Linked DNA regions of Mus musculus: regions 2 and 3 are each linked to region 1. The links are chromatin contacts, called in public promoter capture Hi-C maps. All regions are on one chromosome and are shown on one strand. Each heading gives the region's core, a stretch centred on a gene start, on an enhancer-like site or on the middle of the called end of the contact. The rest is flanking DNA. Distances are from core to core; before and after follow the strand shown. Region 1 holds the start of Fbrsl1 (fibrosin-like 1). Region 2 holds the start of Hnrnpdl (heterogeneous nuclear ribonucleoprotein D-like). Region 3 holds the start of Ptpn11 (protein tyrosine phosphatase, non-receptor type 11).

Region 1 (4,495 bases), core at 1,595-4,094:
TGGTTTTTTGAAACAGGGTTTCTCTGTGTAGCCCTGGCTGTCCTGGAACTCACTTTGTAGACCAGGCTGGCCTCGAACTCAGAAATCCGCCTGCCTTTGCCTCCCGAGTGCTGGGATTAAAGCCGTGTGCCACCATGCCCGGCTTCTCCCGAGCATTTCTGTACATATCTTTATAAAACTAAGAGCTCACAGAAGTGACCTGTATTCCCTTATAATGGAGGGGAGGGGGGCCCTGATAACCTCAACCAAAGGAGGAACAGGTGAGGATCAGAGCTGCAGGGAACCAGGCAAAGGCCTGGGATGTAGACCAGTGTGTGGGAAGCAGCTGTTTGGTTTTTGTTTTTGTTTTTTGTTTGTTTGTTTTGGAGAGTCCCTATGTTGGTGGGGTTTCCACCTACAGGTAGATAGGATTATCATTTCCACTAAGAAACTAGTATAAATCAGGCAATGGTGGCGCATGCCTTTAATCCCAGCACTTGGGAGGCAGAGGCAGGCAGATTTCTGAGTTCAAGGCCAGCCTGGTCTACGGAGTGTGTTCCAGGACAGCCAGAGCTATACAGAGACACCCTGTCTTGGAAAACCAAAAAAAAAAAAAAAAAAGAAACAAGTATAAATTGCATCAGAAACTTTAGCAAGTCCTTGCCAACCTGAGTGAACACTTGGGTCATCAAAAATGGCCCTCTACATGGAAGCAAATGAGCCCAGTTTACAGCTTAGGCAAATGAAGCGTGTTCCAGCCCCTCTTAGGCCTCCCTCCCTCCCTCCCTGTGTCCTGTGGGAGAGAATCAGTACAGATGTCTTTCCATAGCCTCCTCTAGGGAACAACTGAGCTAGAGTCCCATTCCTCCAGGGAGGCCATGACTAGTCTCTAAGTTGGAAATGAATTAACAGAGTTTTTAATCCCAGGAGAGGTAAGGAAATTGGGAAGAAACCCAGAAAGAAAGGTCCTGGACCTAACCTGGTCTCTGGAGCCCCTGCCTTTCACTGAGGCAATGCATTTGAGAACAAGGGAGAGCTGGTATACTGGCTAGTTTTGTGTCAACTTGACACAGCTGGGGTTATCACAGAGAAAGGAGCTTCAGTTGGGGAAATGCCTCCATGAGATCCAACTGTAAGGCACTTTCTCAATTAGTGATCAAGAGGGAAAGGCCCCTTGTGGGTGGGACCATCCCTGGACTGGTAGTCTTGAGTTCTATAAGAGAGCAGGCTGAGCAAGCCTGAGCAAGCCAGTAAAGAACATCCCTCCATGGCTTCTGCATCAGCTCCTGCTTTCTGACCCGCTTGAGTTCCAGTCCTGACTTCCTTTGGTGATTTAAGTGTAAGCTGAATAAACCCTTTCCTCCCCAACTTGCTTCTTGGTCATGATGTTTGTTCAGGAATAGAAACCCTGACTAAGATAACTGGTAAGCAAGGATACCTTTTATTTCTGTTGAAAACTTCAAAAATCGGGTCTCAGTCGTTGTTCTTGGAGTGGAAAAGGGTTGACCTAGAGTGAAACTCCCCACAAGCTGGGAGTGGGGTGGTCTCAGGAGGAGGTGTCTAAAAGAGAACAGTTAGCAGGAATGAGGAGCTGCCTTGGTTCTGCGTCTTTCCAACAGGGTTCTTTAGCTAGTTAGATGCTAGCTCTGAGTAGTTTTGTAATAAAATCTGGAATGGGAAGAAGAGGGAAGGCTGGCAGGTAGGCTGGCAGGTGTGTTGGTCCCCGTGTTGTTAAGTGAAAGAGCACACTTGTGGATGATAGGCCACGTTCCCAGATGCCCCAAGGGACGTCTTGGCAGAGAGCCTGTGGCCATCTCAGGAGCCAGAAAATGTGCACTTGAGGTCCTGTCCAGGGGCATTCTTCAGTCGTGTCTGCTTCCTTTCAGGGCCTCTGCTGCCCAGATGTAGGCATGGCTCAATGTCACTTTTCACTCAGTGCCCAATGCCCAAGCTGTGACACCTCCCTTCTCTTCATGTCAAATGTTCTCACTGGAGGAATTGCTGAGACTTCGTGCCCAGCTCCAGGGCATCCCAACTGGGGAAGTTGCTGAGGAAACTCACGGTTTTGTCTAGTTTTGTACTTCCTATCGGCGGTCCCCAAGTCCTTGGACTAGTGTAGGCAGGTCTCTAAGGAAAGACTACTTGAGACTGGAGGGTTTGGTTTTCAGGGCGCTACCTAATTTTGCATGGGGACCAGAGTGAAACTGGGCTTGAGGGCTTGCAGGTGGACGATGACGTACGCGCTGCCTCTAGGACTTCAGCACAGTGAGCCCCCAGCACCAACCTACCTACTCTCTCTCACGTGCTTCCACTCAGTTTGCCCCAAGCTACTGTAGGTGCATAGACCCATCACCTCCTACGGGAAGGGCGGAAGGGGAGGCGCTGATCGCCACAAACTCGCTGTAGGTGGCTGGGCAGTACTTGTAGGCGAGCACTAATTGCCTAGTAGGCGTGGTCAACAAGGCGAGGCATGAAGTAGGAGGGATCTGACCATGACTAGGCTCAGCGACCTGCACAGGTGAGCAGGACCGGAAGGCAAGGGCGGGGCTTAAGGAACTGAGAAAGCGTAGACAAGAGAGGTGGAGCCGGGAAGAATGGGGCGTGATCTGACAGGGTCGGGGGGTCGGAATTCTAAAGAGCTGTGCGCAAACGGGTGTGGCCTGTTGCAGGGGCGGAGCAAAGGGAAAGCTTCCCCCCTTTCGGGGGCGGGGCTTAACGTGAAAGGGCGAGGGCCCGCTCAGCGCAGAGCCATTTAGTCCGGAAGGGCGGGGTCAGGGCGGGGCCAGGGTGGGGCGGAGTCGACGGGTCAGCCTCCCCCAGCTGCGCCCGCTTCCTCTGGCACTCCGGCCCGGCGGAAGTGCGTCAGTTGTTATCCGCTCTGGTCGCTGCCACTACTGTGTCTGCCTCACGGTCCCGGTGCTCAGAAGCTCCGCCACCCGCCGCCTTCTGCCGCTGCCCGCCGGTCGCCATGGGCCGTGTCCCTGGGGACCTGGTCTAGGGTCGCCGAGAGACCGCCGCACTCCGATGCGCGGGACCCGGGGTCCTAGCCCGCGCGGCGTCCGGTGCTGAGAGCCCGCGCCCGGCATGCCCGCCCCGGTCCCGAGCCCGCCCCGGCCCCGAGCCCGCGCGGCGCCCTCGCAGCCCGGCGGCACGGCGTAGCAGGCGGTGCGGGGCGCCAAGGTCACCGCCGCGGCGCCGCCATGGAGGCCAAGGTCCGGCCAAGCCGGCGTTCGCGCGCGCAGCGAGATCGCGGCCGGCGTCGGGAAGCCGCCCGGGACGCCCGCGCCCAGAGCCCGTCGTCGGGTGAGGAGCCAGAGCCCAGTCCTGGCAAGGAGAACGCGGGACTCCACGGCGCGCCGCCTCAGCGCCCTACGCCTCTGCGCGCTGCGCGCCCCCCGCGGCGCCGTCGCCGCGAGTCCAGCTCGCAGGAGGAGGAGGTTATTGACGGCTTCGCTATAGCCAGCTTCAGCACCCTGGAGGCCCTGGAGGTAGGTGGGCTGGAAGGCCAGACCCGGGACCAAGGAAACGCATACGTATGCCTCCTGGCCCCGCGCTGCAACCTTGCCAGGAAGAGGACCTGGAGTGAGGGGTGTGTGGGAGGACTTAAACCACGCCACCTAAGCGGGCTTTGCAGCGATCGTTACTTGTTGCCAAGTTATCGCTGCGTCCGGGACCAGCTGGGGATTTGGACATTGTTGGGCCTCGGGGAGGCAGCGACGATAAAATGGACACTTGGGATTCTTCCTGTCCTATGATCTCTTAAGGGTTCTTTGGAGGGAACCGGGAGTCAACTGGCAAACCCTTCTTGGTGATCATTGCATGGGTATAGGTAATAGATTTGCTAAGAATACTACGTGTTTGACTGAGTTGTCGTGCACAGTATTTGCTGAGCAAAGTGTCCTTCCGACCTGAACTCAGGTTAGTAGAAGAGAAGGAAGTGAGAGAAATGGTCAGTGAGTGAGTGAGTAGTCACTGTGTCTCTGGAACTCAAGTGGTTGAAAATGCTGGTCAGGCCTTCAGGGCACTAGCAGAACCTTCAAACCCCTAGCAATGCAGAGATCTCTGTCTGGGTGAAAACTTTGGGGACCACATCTCATCTGCTGGGCTGTGGTCGCAGGGATTACTGCGACCCTATTCACTCTTGCCCTGACTGATACCTGCGATTTCCCAGTTTCAGGCCAAGCTTGAGAAAGGGGAATTGGTCATTGGATATCTAAATGGAGTTTTCCCCAAGTTCATATTCTAACCCTGGGGTCTGCCGGGTCTGTAGAGCTGAGGGTCAGTTGGTGATGGCCACTATGAGTAGCCCTGAGATGGGTTTGTTTGATTCGCATGCAGGGCCGAGTCCCACTTTGTGTTCAGCCCTTGTGTCTTCTGGGGAATATGAGATGAGTTATAGGCCCAAGCCAAAGATCCTAAACTAAGATGATTTTGTGGGGTGTGTTGTATTGTGTCTGGTGCTGATGTGCTAAGAAGACACGAAGGCTTCGGGGTTTCTGCCTTAGTGATGATAATG
Region 2 (4,469 bases), core at 528-3,027, about 10 Mb after region 1:
TTTCCAACTCCCCCCCCTCCATACTACCCTCAACTATTCTATCATAAATATCAGTGCATAAATTGACTACATGGAAGAAAGTCAAGTCCTAAGCCTGTGAAACTGTGTTAACCCGACAGATACTCAAAAGCTTCAAGATACCATGGCTTTCTAAGAAAAATGAATGGAATTTTAGGTGTGTTCTTATAGTCTCAAAACCAGCGCAAGTGAGATGGTGCGAAAATCAATTGCTATTGCCCAAGATACCAGAGCCACTAGAAATCCTTTCACTTTAGTCTTTGCATTGGGAAGGCCTAAACCTCAAGGACCACTAAGTCAAGGCCACCACCTCTGCGGGCCGCAACCTTCAGCACATGGGGGACGCTCATCCACCGGGCGACACACCTACCTGCCAGGCCGTGGGAGCTCCAATCACCCCAACTCCTCCCAGCTGACCTGCCCCTCCCCAAGCCGTTGCTGAGACCATCTCCACTTCTTCCTATCCTTCTCCACCTAACCGAAAGCAAGGACAGGGGAGAAGATGGTGGCGCGAGGAAAAGCACCCCCGCAAACCGCCGCAGCTTCTCTTCCCCATTCCAGAGACATAAAGCCACACCGCCTCTCCTGAGCCTCCCAGGCAAAATCTCCAACACTTAAAATTTCCCTTTCAGATGCTTTTAGGCACAAGTAACTTCCCCGCTCCCTTCCGCCCCTCACCTTCACGAAAGCAATCGGGGTTGTGGTACCTTCGATATCTAACAGGATTACGGTGACTTCGGCGGGCACGGAAACCACGACCATTTCCCTGCCGGATGCTACCACGGGCTCGGCCTTGGTTAAGGAGGGCAACACCGCCTGCGCGTCTTGAGCTCCCGAGGGCCCAGCAACAACCGAGGCGCTGGCGACAGCGAACGACCAGGGGCTCAGAGACAGAGCTGGGACCCGCAGTTGCAGAGGAAGCCGCCTAGGGTACTACACCCGACGAGCAGGCGAGCCGCGCAGGCCCGGACCACGTGGGCAGCCGGAGGGGCGGGGCTCCGGGATTCAAAGGGGGGGGGTGGAGGAAACAAGGAGCGCGTGCCTATTGGCCGCCGGCGAGCCGCGAACCCGTCGGTCAAAATAGGCCTCGCGTGGGCGGGAACAAAGAAGCGAGCACCCAAGCCTGGAGCCTGGAGCCCGAGCGCGGGCACCAGCCCTCCGCAGCCTGCTGGAGCCTGCGCGGGAGGCCCGGGGCTCGTGCAGACGGGAGTCCCTTGAGTGGCGCGCCCGGGACGTGAGTGCCCCTTGTCTTCCCCGGCACCTGACCCCTTCCCCGCCCACCGCGTGCACCTTGGCACAGCTTCAGTCATCCGAGCAGGCCCCGCCCTCCGCCGCGGCCTCAGCCAGCCTCGGAGAACGAACGCACGGAACCCGGGCTGCAGAGAGAGATCCTGCAGCCACGGCCCCTGAGCCGACACCGCCCCGAGGCGACGGCGGAAAAGCCGTCCCCGCCAGGACGGAGGCGGTCATCGCGCACAGGCTTTCTGCTCGGCTGGTTGCAGCCGGCGCGAGGACAAAACACGCGTGCGCCGGGAGGGCGGGCGAGCGAGCGGGCGGACGGGCGCGCTGCAGCTTCAGCAAGCGGCGCGGGGTGCACGCCGCCCTTTTGCCGGAGTGGCCGCCGCTGCAGCAGCAGCAGCAGCTCTGCACTAGGGGACTGAGGGCGCAGCAAGGGACTGAGCCGAACTGGACGCGCGACGCCAACGGCTCTCAAGGCAAGAGGGACTGTGGCCCTGCCACGGCGCCGCTCGCGATTCCCGGTCCCGCACGGCTGACTCTCCCCGCGGCGCGACCTCGCTCCTCATCCGGAGCGCGGCGATGGAGGTCCCGCCCCGGCTCTCCCATGTGCCGCCGCCATTGTTCCCCTCCGCTCCCGCTACTTTAGCCTCCCGCGGCCTCTCCCATTGGCGGCCACGGGCTCCCCGGCAGCTCGCCCCGCTCCTCCCTTCGCTCGCTTCCAGCGCCTCCCGCCAGGGGGCGCGCCGGAGCCCGCGCCACGTCACCGCCCAGCAGCCCTCCCGATTGGCGGGCGGGGCGGCTATAAAGGGAGGGCGCAGGCGGCGGCCGGATCTCTTCCGCCGCCATTTTAAATCTAGCTCCATACAACGCTCCGCCGCCGCTGCCGCCGGGACCCGGACTGCGCGCCAGCACCCCCTCGCCGACGGCTCCGCCACCATGGAGGACATGAATGAGTACAGCAACATAGAGGAGTTCGCAGAGGGATCCAAGATCAACGCGAGCAAGAACCAGCAGGATGACGGGTACCGCACGCTCCGCTCCTCCCCTCCCCCAGAGCCCCGCGCGCGCCCTTCGTCCCTCCGGAGCCGCGCGCGCTGCCCCCAGTCTTTCCCCGAGTCGATTCTCCGCGTGCCCGCTGGACCCCAGTAGCCTTCCCCACTAGTGGAAAGTAAGATGGGGTGACTCGAGAGGCCCGCCGCGGGTGGGGGAAGGGAGGAGGGGTTGGGGAAGGAGAGAGGCGCCGTCGGTGTCCCGAGTGCGCAGGCGCCGCGTGGGGCCCGGGAGGGGGGAGGGGCCGGGTTCTGTGCGCCACTTGCTGCAGCTGCTGCTGCCGCTGCCGCCTCTTCATTGTGTGTGTTGGCCGCTCGCGAATTTTCCTGGGTTAGGTTTGGGAAACTTTTGGTTGGGGCACCAGTAGACGACTGGCACTAAAAGTTTCCTAGGTAGCAAAGTTGGCTTTAAGGCTGTGGGCAAGAGTCTACGTAAGTTGCGGGGGAATCGGTGTAAAAGTTGTGCTCTGCAATCCAAAGCAAGCAGGGCAGGACATCTACCAGATTCTAATGGCTTTTTTTTTTTTTCTAAGTTTTGAGTTCGCGTGGTACAAAGCAACGTGCCAGCTGGCTTGAACAAGTGGTTAAGATTTTTGTGGTCTAATGTTAGTGTTTGTAGTCAAAACAGATTGCGTCTGGAGAGTAAGTTGCCCTGTATTTAATCACTAAGTTACTGTTAAGCTTATTTTTCTTAAATAACTTTATTTCTAGTAAAATGTTTATTGGAGGCTTGAGCTGGGATACAAGCAAGAAAGATCTGACTGAATATTTGTCTCGATTTGGGGAAGTGGTAGACTGCACAATTAAAACAGACCCAGTCACGGGAAGATCAAGAGGATTTGGATTTGTGCTTTTCAAAGATGCTGCTAGTGTGGATAAGGTAGGGCTGTGTTTTGCATTGAGTCTACTGCGTTGCTTGCAAGTTGCTCTAGGCTTTTAAGTCCAAACTGCCTTGTCTTCCAGGTTTTGGAACTGAAAGAACACAAACTGGATGGCAAATTGATAGACCCCAAAAGGGCCAAAGCTTTAAAGGGGAAAGAACCCCCTAAAAAGGTCTTTGTGGGTGGATTGAGCCCAGATACTTCAGAAGAACAAATTAAAGAATATTTTGGAGCCTTTGGAGAGGTGGGCTGTGTTTGTGTATGTATGTGTGTCTGTGCTCGTGTTTGGTCAAGTCTGGGGGGGTTCATTAATATTTCACCGGATGGGACTGAATTCTCTTGCTTCGTCTTCACTGCTGCTTTCTATGTTGTAGTGGAAACCAGTATCTAATCTTACTTAGCCAAAGCCCCAAAGGTGTAAAGTGTTTCACCAATTGGTGGCCTCTGGGGTGTAAGGTACTATAAAAAGATAAAACACAACTTTTTAGAACATGGTGGTCAGTAGATGTGTCTGGTGTTTGTGAAGAGCCTGTGGCATTATATAATCTTTATTAACTGGTGGGTTTGTTTGTTTTGTCTGTGCACCTGATTTCAGATAGAAAATATTGAGCTTCCCATGGATACAAAAACAAATGAAAGAAGAGGATTCTGTTTTATCACATACACAGACGAAGAGCCAGTAAAGAAACTGTTAGAAAGCAGATACCATCAAATAGGTTCTGGGAAGGTAAATCCCTTAACAACTTAGAGGATTGTGTGTGTGAAGTCAGTGTGAAGAGAAACTTGTTCTATGTTCAGAACTTGGAACATCTGCAAATTTTCTGTTTATTTACAGTGCGAAATCAAAGTTGCGCAACCCAAAGAGGTGTACAGGCAGCAGCAGCAACAACAGAAAGGAGGCAGAGGGGCTGCAGCCGGCGGAAGAGGAGGTGCTAGGGGGCGTGGAAGAGGTGAGACCTCCTTGGGCGAGTGAGCGGTACACTGAAGCAGTGAGCTGCTAGGGACCTGACCTGTAGGGAAACACAGCTAGAGTGAAACTAAAGAGCTGACTTGGGGGGGGGGGGTTGAAGCCACAGTGTAGGGGACAGGAATGGATCAGCTTGTGGTAGGATTGGGACAGTCCCAAGTTGTTTCCTAACCTTCGTTGTGCATTGTTTCAGGTCAGGGCCAAAACTGGAACCAAGGATTTAATAACTATTATGATCAAGGATATGGAAATTATAATAGTGCCTATGGTGGTGATCAGAACTATAGTGGCTATGGCGGCTATGATTATACTGGG
Region 3 (4,837 bases), core at 1,813-4,312, about 11 Mb before region 1:
TCCACTATTTGGCTATGGGTGTCTGTATCTGTCTGAGTCAGCTGCTGGGTGGAGCCTCTCAGAGGACAACTTGATCCTGTCTGCATGGTTCAGGAGTCTGATGAAGGTGGAGGAGAGGTCTAATTTATCTTTTTAAGACAGGGTCTTTCTATGTAGTACTGGCTGCCTAGAGCTCACCTTGTAGATAGACTAAGCTGGCCTTAAACTCACAGAGCTCCTCTTGCCACTGCCTTCTTCTTTTTTTTTTTTTTTTCTCCTCGAGACAGGGTTTCTCTGTGTAGCCCTGGCTGTCCTGGAACTCACTCTGTAGACCAGGCTGGCCTCGATCTCACAGTGATCTGCCTGCCTCTGCCTCCCAAGTGCTAGGATTAAAGGCGTGTGGGCCATCACTGCCTGGCTTTTTTCTCTGCCTCCTTTTCCAGTCTCATTTCTACCTCCCCTTCTTCCTGTTTTGGTTTGTTTCATTTCTTTGTGACAGTCCCTCTATATAGCCCTAGCTGTACTGGAACTTGCTCAATAGACCAGAATGGCCTATGGACTCAGAGACCCAGCTGCCTCTGCCTGTACTGGGATTAAAGGTGTGTGCTACGGCGCCTGACTCTCCCCTTTTCTAAGCTCAGCTCTTTGTGTTCCTTCCTTGTCTTTCCACGTTACACAGAGACCTTTTCACAGTTTTCCAAGTACAGGCGATGACCCCTGCTTTAGGATCTTTGCAGTAGCCTCTTTCTTTCTTTCTTTCTTTCTTTCTTTCTTTCTTTCTTTCTTTTTTTTTTTTTGAATTTATATCTTCTAAATTATCCCTGCATATTGGTCTTTTACAGACAAGGGTTCATCTGACATTTCAGTGAAGCCCATGCTATCTAAAACTTAAAATGGTCATATGAGGGCAACAAGATACCGCAATAGGTCAAGGTGTTATCAGTACAGGACTGTTGACCTGAGTTAGATCCCTGGGACTGACTCTAAAGGTGTTCCCTGACTTCCACACACACATTCTGAGGCATGTACTTGCTCCATGCCCCTCCTCCCAGTAATAATAATAAATGAAATTAAAGAAATGGTCATAGCCAGGCATGATAGCCAACACCTTTAATCCCAGCACTCAGGAGGCAGAGGCAGGTGGACCTCTGAGTTTGAGGCCAGCCTGGTCTATTTAGTGAGTTCCAGGGCCAGCCAGAACTACATAGTAAGACTCTGGCTGGAAAAAACAAAATAAAATAATAAAAAATGATCATGTTGTTAGTTCCTTTTGCTTTCCAGAGTTTTGCCTTCCCTGTTATCCACAGCCAACTGCAGTCTGAAGCCATGAAATTGGAAAGTTTCAGAAATAGTTCACCAATTTAATTTAAAAAATCTGTGTGTGGGTGCATGCAGGTGCTCACTGGGCTAGAAGAGGGTGTCTGGTCCTTTGGAGCTGGAGATAAGATAGTTAGTTATAAGTAGCCAGGTTGGTGCTGGGAATTGAAACCTAGTCCTCTGAGGAGCAACTATTTCTCTCTCTCTCTCTCAATCTCTCTCTCTCTCTCTCTCTGAGACAGGGTTTCTCTGTATAGCCCTGACTGTCCTGGAACTCACTCTGTAGACCAGGCTGGCCTCGAACTCAGAGATCCACTTGCTTCTGCCTCCCAAGTGCTGGGATTAAAGGCATGCACTACCACTGCCTGACTTTTGGGCAGCTAACTCTCTTATCTGCTGATCCATCTATGTAGCTTCTAGTTCATCAGTTTCATAACTTTACACTTCATTAAGATGGAGCTGTTCAAGAAAGCCACATTCATCTAACAAAGTCCCCCTCCCCAACCCCCGTAGCAGCGTACTGGTACTAACAATTTGGACATTTGGAAGGAGAAGTTATGAAGTGTTTCTTTGAAGTGAAAAGGTCAGATTTCTTAATTTAGAAAAAGGATCACTTGTTAGGATTGCTAATCCCGGTATGGGTGAAACTGCAAAAAACATTTGTGTTAATTTTAGTTCAAGTTGTAAAAGTATGGCCGTGGTACATAGGTTGTCTCTTTTCTCATAAACAAACAAAACAAAAAATATTCAACGGGAGAGGCTGGTGAGATGGCTCAGCAGTTAAGAATACTGAGTGCTTTTTCAGAGGTCTTAAGTTTTGTTTCCAGCACCCACATGACAGCTTACAACTGCCTGTAACTCCAGTTCCAGGAACTGTTGTTCTTTTCAGATCTTGGGCTCTAGGCACTCATGCAGTTACACACATACTTACATGCAAGGCAACCACTAATACACTAAACATTAAAAAATACAAAGTAATATATATATATATACATATATATTTCTAGCCGGGCGTGGTGGCGCATGCCTTTAATCCTAGCACTCGGGAGGCAGAGGCAGGCAGATTTCTGAGTTTGAGGCCAGCCTGGTCTACAGAGTGAGTTCCAGGACAGCCAGGGCTACACAGAGAAACCGTCTCATAAAACCAAAAAAAAAAAAAAAAAAAGTAATATATATTTCTTTTTGACAGGGTCTCCCTACTTAGATGTCCTGGAACTCACTATACAGACCAGGCTGGCCTCGATTTCACAGTGATCCACTTGCTATTGCCTACCTAGTGCTGGAATTAAAGGCGTACGCCACCTTGCCGGGCAAAAGGAGTAAATCATAAAACATTATGTGTATGGATATGTGCCCGTGAGTGCAGTGCCCGAGGAGCCACAAGAAGAGAACGGCGGATCCGGTAGAACCAAATTTACAGAAGGTTGTGGGCTGCCCCATACAGGTAGGTGTTGGGAATCGAACTCGTGTTCCCCCTCCCTTATTTGTTTGCTTCTTTTCCCGTGTGCAGCCGCCCTGGATGCATATTGTGTATTGTGTCCTCGCACCTATGTGCGACGTCCCCGTTTAGAAGAATCGTCCAGGCGTTCACGGGTGTAGCCGCACCGATTCAGAGGAGGAATCCCACACCAAACTCCCTAGCACTGCTCAGGGCCCCGCAAACCGGAAGCAGATAGTGGCCGTGGCGGCGGCGCGCGATGACGTCACGCAGGCGCCGGCGGCCAGGGGCGGGGGCGCGGGCGAGGGCGGAGCGAGCCGGGCGGCGGGGCGGCCGCGCAGTGTCCGGGATCCAGGCCTGGCAGGGGGTTGTGCGCGCGCGGCCGGCCGGCTCTGCCCGCACCCGTGTCGGCTCCGGAGCGGGGCCTCGCTCGGGCCCCCTCCATGTGACGGTACCCCGCGGAGCCTGAGCGAGCAGCGGGTCCGTGCGGAGCCGGAGACGGGAGGAACATGACATCGCGGAGGTGAGCCGCCCGCAGGGGCCGGGCCGCGGCCTGGGTCCCCGCTGCCTCTGGACTGCGCGGGCCGCCGGGGGTCACACCGGGGACTCCCCGTCGGCTTGGCTTCCCCGCCGCCCCGCCCGCGGGTCCCCATTCATTTCCTGCCGCCCCGAGTTCCTGCTCCCGCGGCCCGGGATGCCCGTGGGGACACCCGCGGCCCCGGCCGGCCGCCGCATTCCTGACCCATTGCCTCATGAGCGTCGCCTCCTGGGGATTCCGAAATAACCCCGCGCGCTCGGGGAGGCGCCCGGGCCACCGCGGGGCCTTCACACAGGACCCTTTCAGGTGCCCCCTTTTTGCGTCTTCGCCCTCGCCCCCAAGTGCCAGAAGTGGGAAAACTGAAGCTCTCTGCAGCGGCTGGGAGTGTTCCCTCCCCACTGTGATCTTTGCTTTGAAAGGTGGGAGGAAAGGGAACCGTATCTGGCCGTGGGATTGTCCCCTCTGTTTGACGAATGTGGAAACTGAGGCTCGGGAATAACGTGCTCGTCACAGGACAGGATTTGAAGCTTAGATTGGAGGCGAATGAGTGAGTTTCCACTTCAGGGTAACGAGACTCCATTAGTGACATTGACTTTGCTCTTACTAGAAGCCAGCTTAACGCGTACCGCAGTGGTACGAGGTGGGTGGTGGAATCCCTTTCCTAAACATGACCAAATTGAGTTTTCAGGATGAAGTACATTGTGGCATGTTACCTGGTAAGAGGTGCAAGTCTCTCACTGTGTTGCCCAGGTTAGCATCCAGTGTACATTTCCCCTTTATCTCAACCCCTTTAGCGCTGGGGTTACAGGCCGGATCACACTATAAGGACTTGTTTAGTTTTAAAATCAGCTTTAAGCCCGACGTGGTGGCGCACGCCTTTAATCCCAGCACTTGGGAGGCAGAGGCAGGCAGATTTCTGAGTTCGAGGCCAGCCTGGTCTACAAAGCGAGTTCCAGGACAGCCAGGGCTACATAGAGAAACCCTGTCTCGAAAAACAAAAACAAAAAACAAAACAAAACAAAACAAAAAAACCAACATTTTTATTGAGATAAGTTGCACCTGATTCGGCGGACAGTTTGATTAAACCTTGACTTATGCGTATACTTGAGACCATTACAGCAGTCAAGATAATGAACATATCCACGACTCCTGGTGAGGTTTCCCTCAGCTTGGTCTTACCAGTCCTCTGCTTTCCCTCCGACCACGGTTCTGTTGCTACCTTTCTTAGGATTTTAGATTAATGGCATTACACAAATATGAGCTGTTTTTTTTTTTTGTTTTTTGTTTTTTTTTTTTTTTTTGTTTGTTTGTTTTTTTTTGCGTTGGGGGCGGGGAGAGTCCTGATTTTTATTATTGAAAGTTTTTTTTAAAGATTTATTTATTTATTTATTTATTATATGTAAGTACACTGTAGCTGTCTTCAGACACTCCAGAAGAGGGAGTCAGATCTCATTATGGATGGTTGTGAGCCACCATGTGGTTGCTGGGATTTGAACTCCGGACTGTCGGAAGAGCAGTCGGGTGCTCCTACCCACTGAGCCATCTCATCAGCTCATTTTTTTTTT

Evidence for each region. Promoter capture Hi-C pulls out the DNA fragments that hold promoters and counts their contacts.
Region 2: a promoter capture Hi-C map of pre-B cells shows a contact between it and region 1. The contact joins the promoter of Hnrnpdl here to the promoter of Fbrsl1 in region 1.
Region 3: a promoter capture Hi-C map of cranial neural crest shows a contact between it and region 1. The contact joins the promoter of Ptpn11 here to the promoter of Fbrsl1 in region 1.

What each region holds. Positions count from the first base shown.
Region 1 is chr5:110,446,852-110,451,346 of GRCm38.p6, reverse strand. It overlaps Fbrsl1 (fibrosin-like 1), which reads left to right and starts at 2,844. Exons shown (of 19, transcript NM_001142642.1): 1 at 2,844-3,467. The coding sequence starts at 3,180.
Region 2 is chr5:100,036,530-100,040,998 of GRCm38.p6, reverse strand. Hnrnpdl (heterogeneous nuclear ribonucleoprotein D-like) reads left to right here and starts at 1,777. Exons shown (of 8, transcript NM_016690.4): 1 at 1,777-2,279; 2 at 3,018-3,186; 3 at 3,270-3,431; 4 at 3,783-3,914; 5 at 4,023-4,137; 6 at 4,348-4,469. The coding sequence starts at 1,837. Enoph1 (enolase-phosphatase 1) reads right to left here and starts at 1,005. Exons shown (of 6, transcript NM_026421.3): 1 at 697-1,005. The coding sequence starts at 780.
Region 3 is chr5:121,189,622-121,194,458 of GRCm38.p6, reverse strand. Ptpn11 (protein tyrosine phosphatase, non-receptor type 11) reads left to right here and starts at 3,062. Exons shown (of 16, transcript NM_001109992.1): 1 at 3,062-3,257. The coding sequence starts at 3,244.